Linked DNA regions of Rattus norvegicus: region 2 is linked to region 1. A link is a contact called in public Hi-C data. All regions are on one chromosome and are shown on one strand. Each heading gives the region's core, a stretch centred on a gene start, on an enhancer-like site or on the middle of the called end of the contact. The rest is flanking DNA. Distances are from core to core; before and after follow the strand shown. Region 1 overlaps Scfd2 (sec1 family domain containing 2). Region 2 overlaps Rasl11b (RAS-like family 11 member B).

Region 1 (7,570 bases), core at 3,437-5,936:
GGTAGTTTATTTCATTTTAGCACCATTATGAATCATTCCAAGTCTGCAAGCTTTTATTTTCTCCTCTCTGAGAGCAAGACAACAATTTTAAAAGGTTATGGTTTGCCTTTAAAACCCAGCTAATGTAAAAATAGAAGAATAAGCACACCCCCAAGGTTTGCTATACAAATCCCACATTCAGTATTCTTAAGAAAGAAAAGGGGAATTGCAATTCTCATGAGTCTTTTCAAAACTAAAAGTATGGAGAACAGACTAAAACAAACAAACAACAAAAACCCTTAGTTTGAGGTTAATAAAAGAATCACCCCAAGCTAGGCAGGTGGGACTGGCCCATAGTCTCATTTCTTGGGAGGCAAAGACAGTAGGCTCATGGGTTTGGGCCAGCCTTGGCCAGATAATAAGCCCTGGAGAGGTGGGGAGGAGGGAATCGCAAACTAAACAGTGTTTAAAAGAGCTACAGCAGTATAGCTCCTGTTTTTCATCCTGGGGTCTCCTTCTAGTGTAGCACTACTGGCCAGAATGCTCCTCCCAAGTCCCAGGTTTCTGGGCGTAGGAAGGACCTGAACATCTCTAACCTATATACTTGTTAGGAAAGCTATAACATTCCCAGTGCCCCTCCCCAGTCACAGACATTCCTGATGCTCCCTCCCCAGTCACAGACCTGGGTAACATTCCCTGTGCCCCTCCCCAGTCACAGACTTGTGTAATGTTGTCACAGCATGAAGATATTTTTAAAGTAATATGTTATTTTTAGAAACAGAGAAATCAAAGAATTCTTACTCTTGCTCTACACTGACCTAAGTATCGAGGGGTAGTACTTATAGCTATTGATCTATAATTATATTAATCACAATTTAATGATACAGATGGGCTTAAAATTGCATGCATTGTCTACCATTAAATAAGGCCTACTGGGAATATTTTTAGTGCTTATTATCTTTGTTAACGGCTAACGGTTTATCTGCTGTGCCATTAACATTTGGACATTTAGGTATTTTGGGGTACTAGGCTTTCATTTCATTAGTTTGTTTGATAAATAAAATGTTCTCACTGAGCTAAAAATAAAAGCCTCCCACGAGTCTTAGCTCAGCCCTCCTACATGATTCTATTTTAGATGCATTGAGGGGCTGGAAGTACAAGGAAGCAGAGATAGGTCACACAGATCCTCTGCACTGCATCGTAAGCTTGAAGGTCTGTTTTTCACACGAGTGTGGGCTGATTGGAGTTGCCAGTAGATCATATTAAGAGCTGGGATCAGTGAATCATATTAAGATCAGGAACCTCAAAGAAAGAACATAGAAGGCCTTTTCTTTGATGAATCAGGATTAAAGTCCTTATAAAGGGTGTGAGCAGGGCAGTTGGTTCTCTCTGTAAGAACATAGAAAAAAGGCCTGTACCACATGCTGGCCCCTTGATCTTGGGCTTCCCAGCCTTTGGAACTGTGAGGGAGGGAGTTTCTGATCTTCATAAATAACACTCTCAGACATTAGAACTGTACAAAATGGGTTGAGCCACATCATTGCGTGATCTTTTCCTGGGGAGATGTAAATTGATGTCCACTCCCTCTAAACATGGCATAATGACAAACCAAATCGAGAGTCTACTCAAGTCCAACTTGGCAAACCAATGAGTTTATCTCTTGGTGAATGGATAATTTTATTGGTTTATTTATAGATCAATGATGAAGAATTACCTACAAGAACCTGAGTGTGCTGGCTAATTGTTTGTCAACTTGACACAGGCTTCAACACCCAAGAGGAGGGAACCCCAACTGAGAAAACACTTCCATAAGATTGGGCTGTAGGCAGACCTGTAGAGCATTTTCTTAATTAGTGACTGATGGGGGAGGGCCCAGCCCATTGTGGGAGGAGCCATCCCTGGGCTGGGCAAACTGAACAAGCCAGGAGGAGCAAGCCAGTAAGCAGCACCCTTCCAGTTTCCCTCCCTGTGTGAGTTCCTGATCTGACTTCCTTCAGTGGTGGACTATGATGTCAAAGTGTAAGCCAAATTATACCTTTCTTCCCCAAGTTGTCTTTGGCGTCTCGTCACAGCAGTAGTAACCCTAACTAGGACACTGAGTAAGTTCCAAACTGTGCATCTCAAAGTCTCAACCGTCATGAATGGTGACTTCTCCAAGCTGCACCACAGACTCCTTTCAATTAACCTCTGTTGTATCCAATCCAACAGTTCTCAGGATCCTTTGCAGCGAGGGATACTATGGGGACTAATAGCCAGATACTAAGACCTTCCCCTTCCCCATCTACTAGAGCATGTCAACGGTTTATTGCCACTAGACCTGGTTACCCAAGTGTTATTCTGCTTATTAGCTGTAGTGGTTACTGTGTCACCTTAATCTCTCCTCCAAGGTGGCATCATATCATGCTCAGAGGCAGAAAGGATACCACAACCCTAAGGGCTGAGGCTTTTGTTTCAAACCAAGCAGGTTTTAAATGCCAGCTGTTTAGATACAGTGTTGCCAAAGGCTCTGTCCTGTCACCAGCACTGGCAGTGGGAGCAGCCAGCCTCCTGCATCAGCCACACTGACTGACTCACTGACATACTCTCACATCTTTTAATTCTTTCTGTACCATTTTAGAAAATGTCTTTAGTCTATTTAGATAATGCCAAATTCCCTTCTGCTCCCCCATCACATTTCTCTTGCATTATGACTTTATAAAATGAATTGTTTCCTTAGCTGTTTAGAAAGCTTGGTGAGATAGACACATCCCACTTAGTGAAGAGTATTCTCAGGTCAAAACGCTCAGAGTGGCGAACACAGTTCCAAGAATGACCCCATCCACTTGTCTTGAGTCATGTTCATTAGAGTGAAATGCTCTCTCCTAGGCCCTCAGTCTCCTGCTCCTCTGTTCTAGCCTGAGGTGTGGCTCTAACAGTCAACTAAAGGCAACTTTCTGCTCACTAAGGAAGAATGCTACCCGGTTCATAGTTCCAGATTAAGAAACTATATCCACTACTAGGGGAGACACAATATGTTTGAATTCGGCTAGCAGAAAGCTTTTTTTTTTTCTGTATTGAAACTATATTGAGAAGGGTGCATAGCCAGTTTTCCTTGCTATAACGAAGTACTCCATGCTGGACACCTAATAAAGCTGAGTTTTATTTCACTCACATTTCTGGAAATGCATCTTCTTAGATTGGATGAGAGCTTAGTATCAGTCACAGGCATACAGCAGCAGTTACAAAGCAAGGCCAGAAACCATGTCCATCCTGCTCTGTTAAAACAACTTGCTTGTGCATAACCAGCTGACTCCACACGCCTTCCTTTATCCCTTCAGAAGGCAGTGCCTCAGGTCCTAATTAAGGCCCTGCCTCTTAAAGGCTCCACACCTACGAACATCGGCTCATGGGGAACGAAGCCTCTCACACAGGACTCTCGGGCACAGATGTCACATCCAGCTCATTGTGAGCAGAGTGAAGCAGCTGCCACCTCTACTGAAGCTCCAGGATCTGGCAGTGTTCCTCATGTGCTTGAAGAGAGGAGCTGAGCGCCAGTGCTACAGACCTATCATCTAGCACCAGAGGGGCTAAAGGGAAGAGATTTCATGGGGCCAGTGACATATGAGCTGGTCTAACAAGAAAAAGCATTTCCAAGAATAGGAACTGAGAGCCTGGTCTTGACCACTCCTCCATGGGAAAGCATGCTCATGCCTGTGCCTGTATTGTGCTGTGCACTCTTCCCATAACCCAGGGCCCTCTGTCCCTGTCTTTCTCAGCCCCGGTCTGCTTCTTATTCCTATAGGAAGCCCCTCTTCCCAGTGCCACACTGACCAGTTCCTGGCTAAGGCCTCCACCTAGGGACTCCGAGCATCCCTTCTGAAATCTGAACTCGCATAGCAGCACTTCCTGTCTCATGTCATTTCAACCACATGCCTCTTTTTAGCTGCAATTAGAAGCCCAGGTCATGAGAGCCCTTCCTGGTCTTCTTCAGATCAACTTGAAGTTTACCCTTTCTACAGTGAGAACATTAGACAGTCGGCAAACAGGGCCTGGGCCTTTATTTAGGGTTAAGTTTCTCTGCCAGGATCCCATGAGCCCAGATATGGGGTCTTGTAGCCCCCGACCTGAGACACTGCCACTCTGGAGAGCTACCTATTTCTGGGAGTCTGGGGTCACACACATTCATTATATAGAGGGCAGAGGTTGATGCTGGGCATCTTCCTTTACGTCTTTTCTTACTAAACTTCCTGTCTCCCCTTCCCAGCACCGGGATTACAATGTGAACCACTGCAGCCAGCTTTCCCTGGGTGCTGAGCACACAGAACTCAGGTCCTCGTGCTGTATGGCCAGCTAGCTACCTCTCCAGCCCCAGAGCAACCCATTTCTTAATCTGTGAATCGGCGGAATCTGTCCCTGAGGGTTAGGACTTGGTATGTGGCTGAGTGTAACGAGAGTGAGTAGGAGCCATCGTGGAGTCCTCTGACAGACTGATGAACTCTTTTCAGCTTCCTTCCCCACTGTGCTAATGCCACTGCCACTCACGCTGCCCAGGGAGTCCTCATGGAGAAAACCAGTGGATGGCGGCCTTTCTTGGGTTGGAATGTGTCTTGCCTGGTTGAGTTTGAATTCCTGGGCCAGCTGGGCTGGGGGCTGCTGTTACAGGAGAGCAGAGTGGCCTCTTTTTTGGCTCCTGGGGATATCTTTAATGCCACCCACCAATGGCAGCATGCCTCACTATCTGTGTGCGCCAGGGTGAGACATATGGCGTATTTTACCAAATGTGTGTAGATCTGGATAGGAAGAGAAGCTCTTCGCTGGTACTTCCTTATTTGGCCATTGCTCCTTGCTGTCTTCCCAGCTTACACTTCTGTGCTCATTTTTCTTTCTTCCCTTCATGCCTTTGAGTGGACTTCTGGGTCCTCCATCAGCTGTCATCCCATCACCAGCACTGACATACTCTGGTCCCACCCAGTCCTGACACTCGAGCACATGCTGTAAACACCTAGTACATGCCCTTCCTTCCTAGTCTTCCTCTCCTGGGACCCCATTTGGCCTACATAGTTATCTAGCTATACATTCTTTTTACAGACAGTATCATATAGCTACATGATGCAGAAACTGCTCCCACTTGTTGCTTTCTAACTTAAAATGCCTTCCCTCTCTAACCTCAGTTTCCATGGGTATAAAGTGGAGATAGTACCTATTTCTCAGGATTACCACGATTAGGATGAATAACTCTTACCTAAGGTTCACTGATGGCCAGTTAGTGTCTGCTGTCGCTTTCTGTCTAGTTGACTATATAGATTCTTTATTTATTTTTTAACCTTAAGTTGGAGGGCCAGTATTTAGAGCAGCTAGATAAAGTGAACAGAAAACAGCCCTAGAAGCTCAGGACAGTCCTCTGTTCAGATACACAGAAATGTCTAGCCTCTCAAATGCCCAATTAATTATCCTATATAAAGTGATACACTGTTTGCATACAGCCTACATATGGCTAGCTGCCTGCATATTTTAAGTAATCTCTAGATTACTCCTTAAACCCAGGCTAATGTAAATGCTATGCAGACAGTTGTTACACTCAACTTTTAGGGAGTAAGAAAAGCCCGCACATTATACATGTTCAGTATGGATGAGTTATTTTCCAGACTATCTTCTATCCACAGTCGGTTCAGTCCGCAGATGCAGAACCATCAGGTGATTGCAGTTCACAATGATGATTAGCGTCTTCTCTGTTCTGGGTCCCCCTCAGGGAAGCACGAAATCTGGCCTGTGCCAGAAAGAAGAGACTAGGGGCAGTGCCAGCCACCAGGGACTGCCCAGCGGTGCTGAAGATGCAGAGGCCTAGAGGGCATTCTGTTTCTCACAGTGAAGCTCACTAATTAACGTCACTGTCACCTGAACATGAGACGATTGAGTGGAAGAGTCAGGCCACATCTCCATAGTCCTTCCTGTGCTGTAAGCATGCTGAGTCCTGAGGCTGGGTGAGCTGCCTGCTCCTAGACAATCCAGTCTAGGCTGTGGTTAGTGTCTCACAGCTCAGTCCCCTATCAGTGTGTGCTTGCCGGCAATAAAAAATGTGTAAGTCTCCAAATAGCCCATCATGTAGGCTCAGCACAGCTTAGACGTATCTTCCTCCTGCTACTGTGTAAATTGGGACCATTTCACTATGTCTATGCTGTGCTTGCTATCATGACCCTAAATATGCCAATAAAAACTGCCACTGGAGAGCTTGGGTTCTGGCTCTAGCTGGCTACCTTAAAATAATGGGAGAGTTACTCGGCTTCTCTAAGTCTCATTGTGTGGAGAGGATTGGCAGTTCTCCTGCCCGCCACAGTTCTGAAGGGTAAATGAATGGACCCTTTGGGGAAATTAGAGCAGTGCCTCCATACAGTGAGGCTCTGTGTAACCTGCTTAGGCTCCTGAGGCTACAGAGGGAGTTCTAAGCAGGCACAGTGTTTGGCTGGTTTTGTTTTGTTTTGTTTTGTTTTTCTCAGAGCCATGACCCAGGGCAAGGACTGGGTAAATATTTGAACAGGATGGGAAGTTTAAAAGGCAGCTTAATCCTCAATTCTTTTCCAAAGTAATAAAAACCTTCCTTCCCAGAAAGTTGACCAATCTAGAATCCTCAGAGTCAGAGGGGACAGCGGTTAAGTCAGTGGTGAAGGGTTTTCATGGCCTCTTCTCTTGCTGGTGCTTTCTGGAGCCTGGCTTCTGCGCTCCCTTTGGTTGGTGACTCTGGCATGACAAAATCAAAGCTCAGTAGGGACCGATGACAATATAGCCAAGGGTAATGTGCCAACTTCCTTTGATGGTTTGGCATGATCAGGATTTTAATTTTTTTTCCTTTTTTTTTTTTTCATTTTCATTAACTTGGGTATTTCTTATTTACATTTCGATTGTTATTCCCTTTCCCAGTTTCCAGGCCAACATTCGCCTAACCCCTCCCCCTCTCCTTCTATATGGGTTTTCCCCTCCCCATCCTTCCCCCATTACCGCCCTCCCCCCAACAACCACGTTCACTGGGGGTTCAGTCTTGGCAGGACCCATGGCTTCCCCTTCCACTGGTGCTCTTACTAGGCTATTCATTGCTACCTATGAGGTCAGAGTCCAGGGTCAGTCCATGTACAGTCTTTGGGTAGTGGCTTAGTCCCTGGAAGCTCTGGTTGCTTGGCATTGTTGTACATATGGGGTCTCGAGCCCCTTCAAGCTCTTCCAGTTCTTTCTCTGATTCCTTCAACGGGGGTCCTATTCTCAGTTCAGTGGTTTGCTGCTGGCATTCGCCTCTGTATTTGCCGTATTCTGGCTGTGTCTCTCAGGAGAGATCTACATCCGGCTCCTGTCGGCCTGCACTTCTTTGCTTCATCCATCTTATCTAGTTTGGTGGCTGTATATGTATGGGACACATGTGGGGCAGGCACTGAATGGGTGTTCCTTCTGCCTCTGTTCTAAACTTTGCCTCCCTATTCCCTCCCAAGGGTGTTCTTGTTCCCCTTTTAAAGAAGGAGTGAAGCATTTGCGTTTAAAAATATGGAATGCTTCGTGAGTTTGCGTGTCATCCTTGCGCAGGGACAGTGTTAATCTTTTCTGTGTCGTTCCAATTTTAGTATATGTG
Region 2 (7,567 bases), core at 894-3,393, 68 kb after region 1:
GTATGCTGCTCAGTGAATGGCCCCTTGTTCGCCAGCATTCTGTCACCGAGACAAAATACCTGAGAATGTCAGCTCACAGGAGGAAAACTGATCTTAGCTCACAGTCTTGGGGGTGTCAGTTCACAGGCACTTGGCTCTGACGTTTCTGTGCCCGTGAGAGACAGAACAGCATCCATGGCAGAGAATATGTAGAAGGGAAGACCTGTTTGACTCATGAGAGCCGGGAGCTTGAGGAGGATTTGGAGGAAGGAGAAAGTTCATACTTAGGATGCAGCCCAGTGACCTACTTCCTCTGAAAAGTCCAGTTCTCACTGCATCCCAGTGTTGTAGTATGGAGGGAGTCGCTCAATAGCTTAATCCATTAGTGAAATCAAGCCACTCGTGGTCCAGTTACCTCCTCCCTGGAACCCCTCCTCTGTGTGCTGCTGCATTGAAGACCAAATTCTCAACCCATGAGCCTTCGGAAGAGGTTTTGTATCTAAATATAACAATGTCTAAGAAGCATCACTACTAGTGTTGAATGTCGGAGAATGTCATTAATGCCAACCAGAAAACAGTTATGTTTTCCTCATCAGTTCTGTTATCCTCAGTTACTGTTCACCATTTTCACAGTGTCTAGGTGTCTGCCTTTTAAAGGGACCTCCTCAATATTAGATGCGTAGTCACTCTTAATTTGCACTGTCACCCAGAGTAGCATGGCCTCCTGGCATCTAATCATGGTCAGCCAAGACCAGACAAATGAACTACCAGACTTGGGAAATGTAGCCACCTGAAAGGCCCAGCTGAGGAGCTGAGCGCCAGCGCCTCACAGACCTGAGTCTATTTACCACCTAAACCTGCTGGCCAAACCAAAGCAAGCATACACAGACCACTCTCCGGCCTCGGGCCCTGCAGCTACTTTTTATATAAACAGTTGAGAGCAGGGTAAATGCTTTGTGGCAACTGAGGTCTGCTCCTTTTGGAATCCTGTCCCTGTAAACATAGAGTGCAGTCGGTGTTTGGAAGTACTCCACGCAGAGGGTCCGGCCCTACGCAGTTAGCTGTTTGTGCCAAGGCCCCTACAGTTACAGTGGCATTTCCCTAGCAAAGAATTCCATACCCTGTCCCCCAGACCACTATTGTTTCTTCTTACCCTGGTTACCAGACATGGAATCTCAACAACAAATAGTCCAATATTACAAATGTCGTCTGTTAGCTTGCCCAAGAAACATCAAAACGCTCTGTCACTGCTCTTAAAGGAACTTCTGAAAACCAGATGGTGGAGGGCACAGGCCCTGTCAGAAAGAGCGGGGGCTTTTAACAAATAACGTTAGTCCCATTCTCTTCTCCAGTTCAGGAACACATGAGGGCAATAAGAACTTGCTGAAACCGTCTTTCTTTAGACTTCCAGAGAAGTACCAGACAGCTTTCTGGGTTCTTTACTGTAAACAGGCAAGTGCTTCCCTGCTGGGCTGTTACCCTACCGGAGGTTCTGGGAGTTCTCCACAGCTGGGTGCTTGCCATCTACTCCACTAAGCAAGACCATGCGCCAACCGCCCCACTGTGGGGATCCGCCCACAGCCGCTCCCTTGCCCAGATTGATCTTTTCCCTCTTGGGATAAAAGATCGACGCTGAAATCTCTGCCCCCCTCCATGTTTTTTATAAATAAGGGGCTCTCTATAAACACAGCGATAGCCCCTAAAGCTTGGGGTTCTGGGCTGCTGGACAGGCAAACCTTCTGGAGCTGGTTGAAGGCAGTTTTACAGCTCCCCTCCCTCCCTCCCTCCCACCCCCTCTGCCACTATGCAACCAGGCCAGGCCCAGCCTAGGGCTGCAAATGGTTTTGATTTGAGGCTGGGAGGAAACTAGAGAGCCAGACATCAAGACAGACGTGGGTTGGGCTCTGAGACAGACCGGCTGGGAGGCAGCCCCTCCAACCTGGGCATCTTTATTACCGAAGGGGGCTGGAGGCCAAAGCAGCCAGCAGCCTCAGGCTAATGGTAACAGCAGATGTGGACCAGTTGCCAGGAGTCCTGGGGCCACGCAGTAACTCAACCGGTAGCAGAAGGGAGGTGGGGGAAGCTGGGTGAATGGGGCCAGGGAGGTAGGTTGGTCTGAGAAGGCCCAGAGCTACTGGGTCTGCGATGGGGGGCGGGGCATAAACTGGCATCAGTAGGGTCCAGGATTGGCTTCTTAAGAGCCCAGCCAATTCCTTCCTTCTGTGTATAGAATACTAAAGAGAGGGTGGAGTTGGTGTACAGAATGTCCTTGTTTCAAACATCTATTTCTGGCGCCCAATCAGTCAGTCAGTAAGTGAAGTAGGGTGCTGTTACTGGCTGGCCCTAAGCTAGCATAATCTCAAGGCCTTGGTTTCCTCATCTTAAAATAGCAGTGATATAGCCTCCCTCAGGAGTCTCCGAAAGATGAAGGAGGGCATGTGCAACCTGAATGTTGTAACTACTCAATAAACCCTCTCCTCCGCCGCCATAGCCCGGCCTAGAGGGAGAGGAGATTGTTTCTCAGGCCAGAGACATCCACTGGGGAGGGTAAGTAGAGAGATGCTAGTATTGAGACAGATGAGATTAATGAAACCTTGCACCAAGCCTATGCTGAGAACACAGCTGCTCCTGAATTACAAATAGTCAGTCCCACCTGAGAAGGTCAAGCTCGCCCAAGACGGCAGCCTAGATTAGACTGGGGTGGTTCCCGCCTGAGATTCCCAGAGATCACTCCCTCTGCCTTCTCCACTTCATCCCTCTGTAGCAGAAAGACCTGCCTAGGTGAAGTGAAAGGCTGAGTCTACTCAGAGGTCAGGAGATGAGAGGCAGTCATTAGTGCCAAGGGCAGGAGATGAGAGGGCCCAGGCACACCCACCAGGCTGCAGAGGCTGGACAGAGTCCTACAGAGATCCTTGTGGCTGAATGGTAGGGAAGAGGAAGCAGGGGGCAGTAAGAAATGGAAGTCTAGTTCCTCTCAGTCTTGTGCTACAAAAATCAACCCTGTCCAGAGTTTCTTGTCTTTATTGCGGAGCACGGGGTAGCCGAGGGTAAGTGAGCAAAGAACTGCTCACTTGTGCAGTGCTAACAACCACACAGGAGGAAGACAAGCTGAGTGGGTAGCCTGTCTCTGCCCTTGTACTGTCTCCATTGTCTGTAGGCACCATTTCCCACCATGCTGCCAACACACACCCTTCTCAGGGGTGAGCTTAGGTTAGCTTTGAAGAGGTTTAAAAAAGAAAGCCTCAAGTTCTACATATAACAGAGCAAAGCTCTCAGAAGGTCACTGTCAAGAGCAGTCAGATGGTCCCCTGGGAAAAAAGTGAGCTTAAATAGCCCAGCCCCTATCACCAGACTCCCAGCACACCCCACTGCTTTGCCTATGTGGCAGGATACATCTTATATATGAGGCATGATGAAGAAGTAACACTGAATATTCAAGACACTGACTTTATGTGGAAACCTAAACCCTGCTTTTCTTTATTTATGAAATCCTGTCAGCCCTCCCACACACCACCTTGCAGGGTTATCTGGAGAACTAGCCAAGAGCAGTATGAAGGGTGCCGCTCAAATGGAAGAACGATACCCTGCCCACAGAGATGGAGACTCCTGAGTTTGCAGGCAACGTCTTCCAGGCTCCAGTGGCAGCAGAAGAGAGGTCTGCCAGCTGTGGCACACGTGTGTGACAATAGCTCCATGGGAACAGCCCCTGAACAGCTCCAGACCCACAGCTCTAAGCTCTTACTATGAGAATAAAGTGTAGCTTGCGGACACAGCATGCCCCCAAAAGCTTCAGTAAGTGCGTCACGCATGAAGTGGCACTGCTTCTGTGGAGAGGCTTCATGCCCTCACAACTCTGCTGTGATGTGCAGACAGACAGACAGCTCTCTTAGGTTCACCCAGAAGACCATGAAGAAACGGAGACATACAACTCTGGAAGAGAAAGGCCAAATTACAAGTGACCATGTTTGCAGGTTGTAGACCTCACGCTATTGAATTTGCTCTGCCAGGATGTTTTGTACTGTGTAAAATGTGGACAATAAAATGTACCTCGCTGATCACATGCTGTGAGGCATAAGAGATTAGCTCCTGGAAGGCATATTCCCTGACTCAACTTGCTCAATAAACACAGGGTTCTAAAAGTCACTTCCTGGAAGACAGAAGGTAAACATTTCAATAAAGACCCAGTCAGATGTCTGCTCTTATCAAATGAGAGATTTATTGTACATAAAATAAATTAATGACAGTTTGAGCCAAAGCATAAACGGCTTCTTAAAGTGCATCTGTGTAGGGGATTTGGCAGGTAGCCTGCAGTCTGGTCACTCTTGAAGACAGCATTTTACTATCTCAGCCACCCAGCCACAACTCAGCCGGGCCCAGGAAGCAACCCAACGTCATTGCTATGGGTCGTTTACACAAACCACACCAGCATCAATTAACACTTTTTTCTGTACCTGATGCCACAGTTTAAAGAAAAAACAAAACAAAACAAAACACCAACACACGACTATACATCATCACAGTTGGGCAGCCCATGGGTGAGGTTTCCACAGCTACTCCACAAAGGTACCCATCCTGCGTCAGGAGATCCAGCACCTTGCCACAGACTGCAGCTCACAGGTGCCTGTACACTGAATATTTTGGTCTAAAATTTGACCTTTATGGGATGGGGAGAGTCCCTCTTTGTTCTTAAACCTGGATATCCTTCAAGTCGGAAAGGCATCCTATAGAGAAAGCATGTTGGAGGCACTGAGAAAAGCAAACCCCCTCCTCTTGGGAAAAAAAACAATGAAGGAGGGAGAGAAAGCCTCGTAAATGCTCACTGGTTCTCCCCACCCCAATCCACATACATGCTCTGGTGCACCTGACCATCACTTAGAAGGCAGTGAGGAACAAAAGCATGCCCCATCCCCACCTAAAGGATTGGCAGGTCAGTCCCACGTCTGTCCATCTGCCCTTACTCCCAGTGTTGCAGAATTCCAAAGGCCCCTTAGGCCCCTCTGCCTCTGCTCTTTCTGGAACCATGATCTGACATCCGCCTGCAATGGTCCCATCTAAGAAGAACCTCGGGCCCTCTGCCCAGAAGACCAAACCCCCTCCAGGAGTCGTGCCTCAGACAGATGTGACAGTCCTCACTTTGGCAGACAGAGCTTGCTTAAACCTCCTCTTCAGGTCTTGCATGTTGGGCGACTTGGGTCTGGGGATGAGCGAGGTTCTGCGCTTCTCGGGAGTGCCACTGGCCTGCTGTTTGGGGCTCACTTCTTTGCACAGGACATGGAAAGCACTGTAGACGTCGTTGTAGTTTTCACTGACAGACACTTCATAGAAGGAGCAGCCGAGCATGCTGGCCAGCTGCAGACCAAGCTGAGGGTCAACCTGCTTGACGTGCAAGAGGTCGGCTTTGTTGGCCACCACCACCACAGGCAGCCGAGTGCCCGGGTGGAGCTGCTGCACGTGCTGGTGGAGCTGGCTAATGAGTTCATAGCTCTTGTGGTCGGTGATGGAGAAAACGATGACGACGGCATCCGCCCAGCGAATGCAGCGGTTCAACTGCTCATTGCAGCTCAAGCCATTCTCGTGCACCTGAGGAAGTGGGAGAGCATGGTGAACAGTGGGCCCTGCACAGAGCTCCAGCTACCGCACATCCTCAATTCAAAAGGAGCCTTCGTCGTGATGGTGGGTTACGGGTCGTATTCTAGCCCCACGAGCTTCGGCTTTCTTAACAACATGTTGATCCAGCTGCTCCGAGGGAATAAATAACAGGGCAGCTCACCGCACTCAAGTGCGGAATGGACCTGCAGGAACTCCATGCAGAGCGACTTTGTAGTTGCACAAAATGGGAAATTAACTGGCTAGACAGTAAGTCTGGGGAAGATAGGAGCTGGAAGCATTTAAACCTGGATAACTGCCCAGTTCAGGACGGGGAAGGGAAAAAAAAATACTAGCGGAGCTCTTTTGTCTACAGAGAAACTTTCCACAACATAAAAGTGATTCCGGGTGTTGGAGACTGAACCCGAATATTTGGGTTTCAATGCCAAAGGCACATAAATAAAACCAAAGGAAGGAGACACTGCCAATTCCCAGAGTTGGTTTGGTCGTTCCCCCCCACCTCTGTTGACCCCTCCCACAGGAGGGGCTCTTTTCCTTCTCCCAGTTCCCCAAGCTAAACCAGGCCAAGGCTGACCTGCAGCCAGGTACAATTAAACTGTCAAACCACAAGTAAAGTCTAGACCTGACTCCCCACATCTCGTGTCCCTTCGACTTAAGAACAAGTGGACAATCCCACAGCCACCCGTGTCCCCATCAGCTTCTCACCTGGATGCCTGGAGTGTCCTGGACCTGAATGGCCAGGGTTTCTCCTTCTATGTGAACTTGTCTTGTGTAGAGGTTACCTATGAAGACAAAGAAAGGAGATGCAGCCTCACATTTGGTTTGGTTTTCTGTTTGTTTTTAATGTGCCACAGCTTGAACCAATGCACACAAGAAAAAGAAAAAGGTGTACTTCGCTTCTATTTAATGCACTTAATTCAGATATTGTTTAAAGGCCAAGCACAGTCTTAAGCCCCTGCTAGTAGATTTATCAGAAGTAGGTCAAAGTTTGTTGGTTTTTAGAAACTTGCTGGTCTAATTTTAAACTAAGTTTCCATGTTTAGAGTAGTTCCTTGGAGGGCAGTCTCTGACTCAGTAGATGCAGGGTTTCTGTTTTTATTTTTTCATATTATCACTCTCCAAAGATTTTGCCCGCTGGATGTAACAGTTTCATTAGCAAATATGGTTAGTAAATGCACAGTTCGCATCTGTAGCATGAAAGTGTGCCATGGTGTTGATCAGCTGTGTATCAAAGCAGAAGGCCGCCATGTCATATCTCAGGACAGCTTATATGGTTCACTTCAATTAATGCCCAAGAGGTACTTCACACAGTCTCTGTATGTAAGCAATTCGTTAAGGGGCACACTCGGAAAGGACTGAAGCCTTCCGGGGCAGTGACTATTCTCAATCATTGAGAATGAAATATGTGTCTTCTCATTGTTCAGGAGCTCTCCCCACTAGAATCATAGTTATTTTTCTTTGTTAAGGAGAGAAGTTTAGGCTTACAACTGTTCTGCTTTGGCCTTTGCTTTGAAAGGTCGCCCCTGAAAGGCAGCCAGCAGAGGGAGAGGGTGGGGGAGGAGCTCGAGGCTGGGTTTTTTGTTTGTTTGGTTTTTTTTTTTTATGACTTTTGCAGCCCCCCCCCCCTTTTTTTTTAAAGGAAAAGGCCTTGGAGTACAAAGGGTGTTTCCAACTGGGGTCCCTATAGTTAAAAACATACCACAGGGATACTTTCGGGCACTTGATAAAATGATGAATGGGCCAGGAATGGAATGAGGCCAGATGGCAGCTGGGGGTTGGGGGGGGGGGGGGCGTGCAGAATTGGAAGTGGCAGAATCCTGATGCTAAACACTGTCACTCTGAAGGAAGTGTCCTTGAAGGCACTGAGAAATGAAGGCAGCTATCCCAACAGGCTTTGTCTCGGTGCGTTTCCTCACCTGCATTTCGTTCATAGTCCCCGATGAATCGTTTAGTGAGGAACCGGACCACCAAAGCTGCAATT

What was found. Hi-C and Micro-C count contacts between places; a contact is called where the count stands out from the background.
Region 2: a Hi-C map of prefrontal cortex shows a contact between it and region 1, with 3 times the contacts expected there. The contact joins two enhancer-like sites. A contact is called at or near these places in 2 of 12 Hi-C or Micro-C datasets (frontal cortex and prefrontal cortex).

What each region holds. Positions count from the first base shown.
Region 1 is chr14:34,293,950-34,301,519 of GRCr8, forward strand. All of the region lies in intron 5 of Scfd2 (sec1 family domain containing 2), which reads left to right. It overlaps LOC120096744 (U6 spliceosomal RNA), which reads right to left; the gene lies at 7,480-7,570. Among named protein-coding and RNA genes, the nearest start is that of Rasl11b, 76 kb to the right of the region's middle. Within about 2 kb of position 4,687, at least 17 of the 93 cell types and tissues checked have an H3K27ac peak or open chromatin away from gene starts, as enhancers often do.
Region 2 is chr14:34,364,853-34,372,419 of GRCr8, forward strand. It overlaps Rasl11b (RAS-like family 11 member B), which reads right to left. Exons shown (of 4, transcript NM_001002830.2): 2 at 7,503-7,559; 3 at 6,292-6,368; 4 at 4,177-5,559. The coding sequence ends at 5,089. It also overlaps a transcript of Scfd2 not described here. Among named protein-coding and RNA genes, the nearest start is that of Rasl11b, 4.6 kb to the right of the region's middle. Within about 2 kb of position 2,144, at least 28 of the 93 cell types and tissues checked have an H3K27ac peak or open chromatin away from gene starts, as enhancers often do.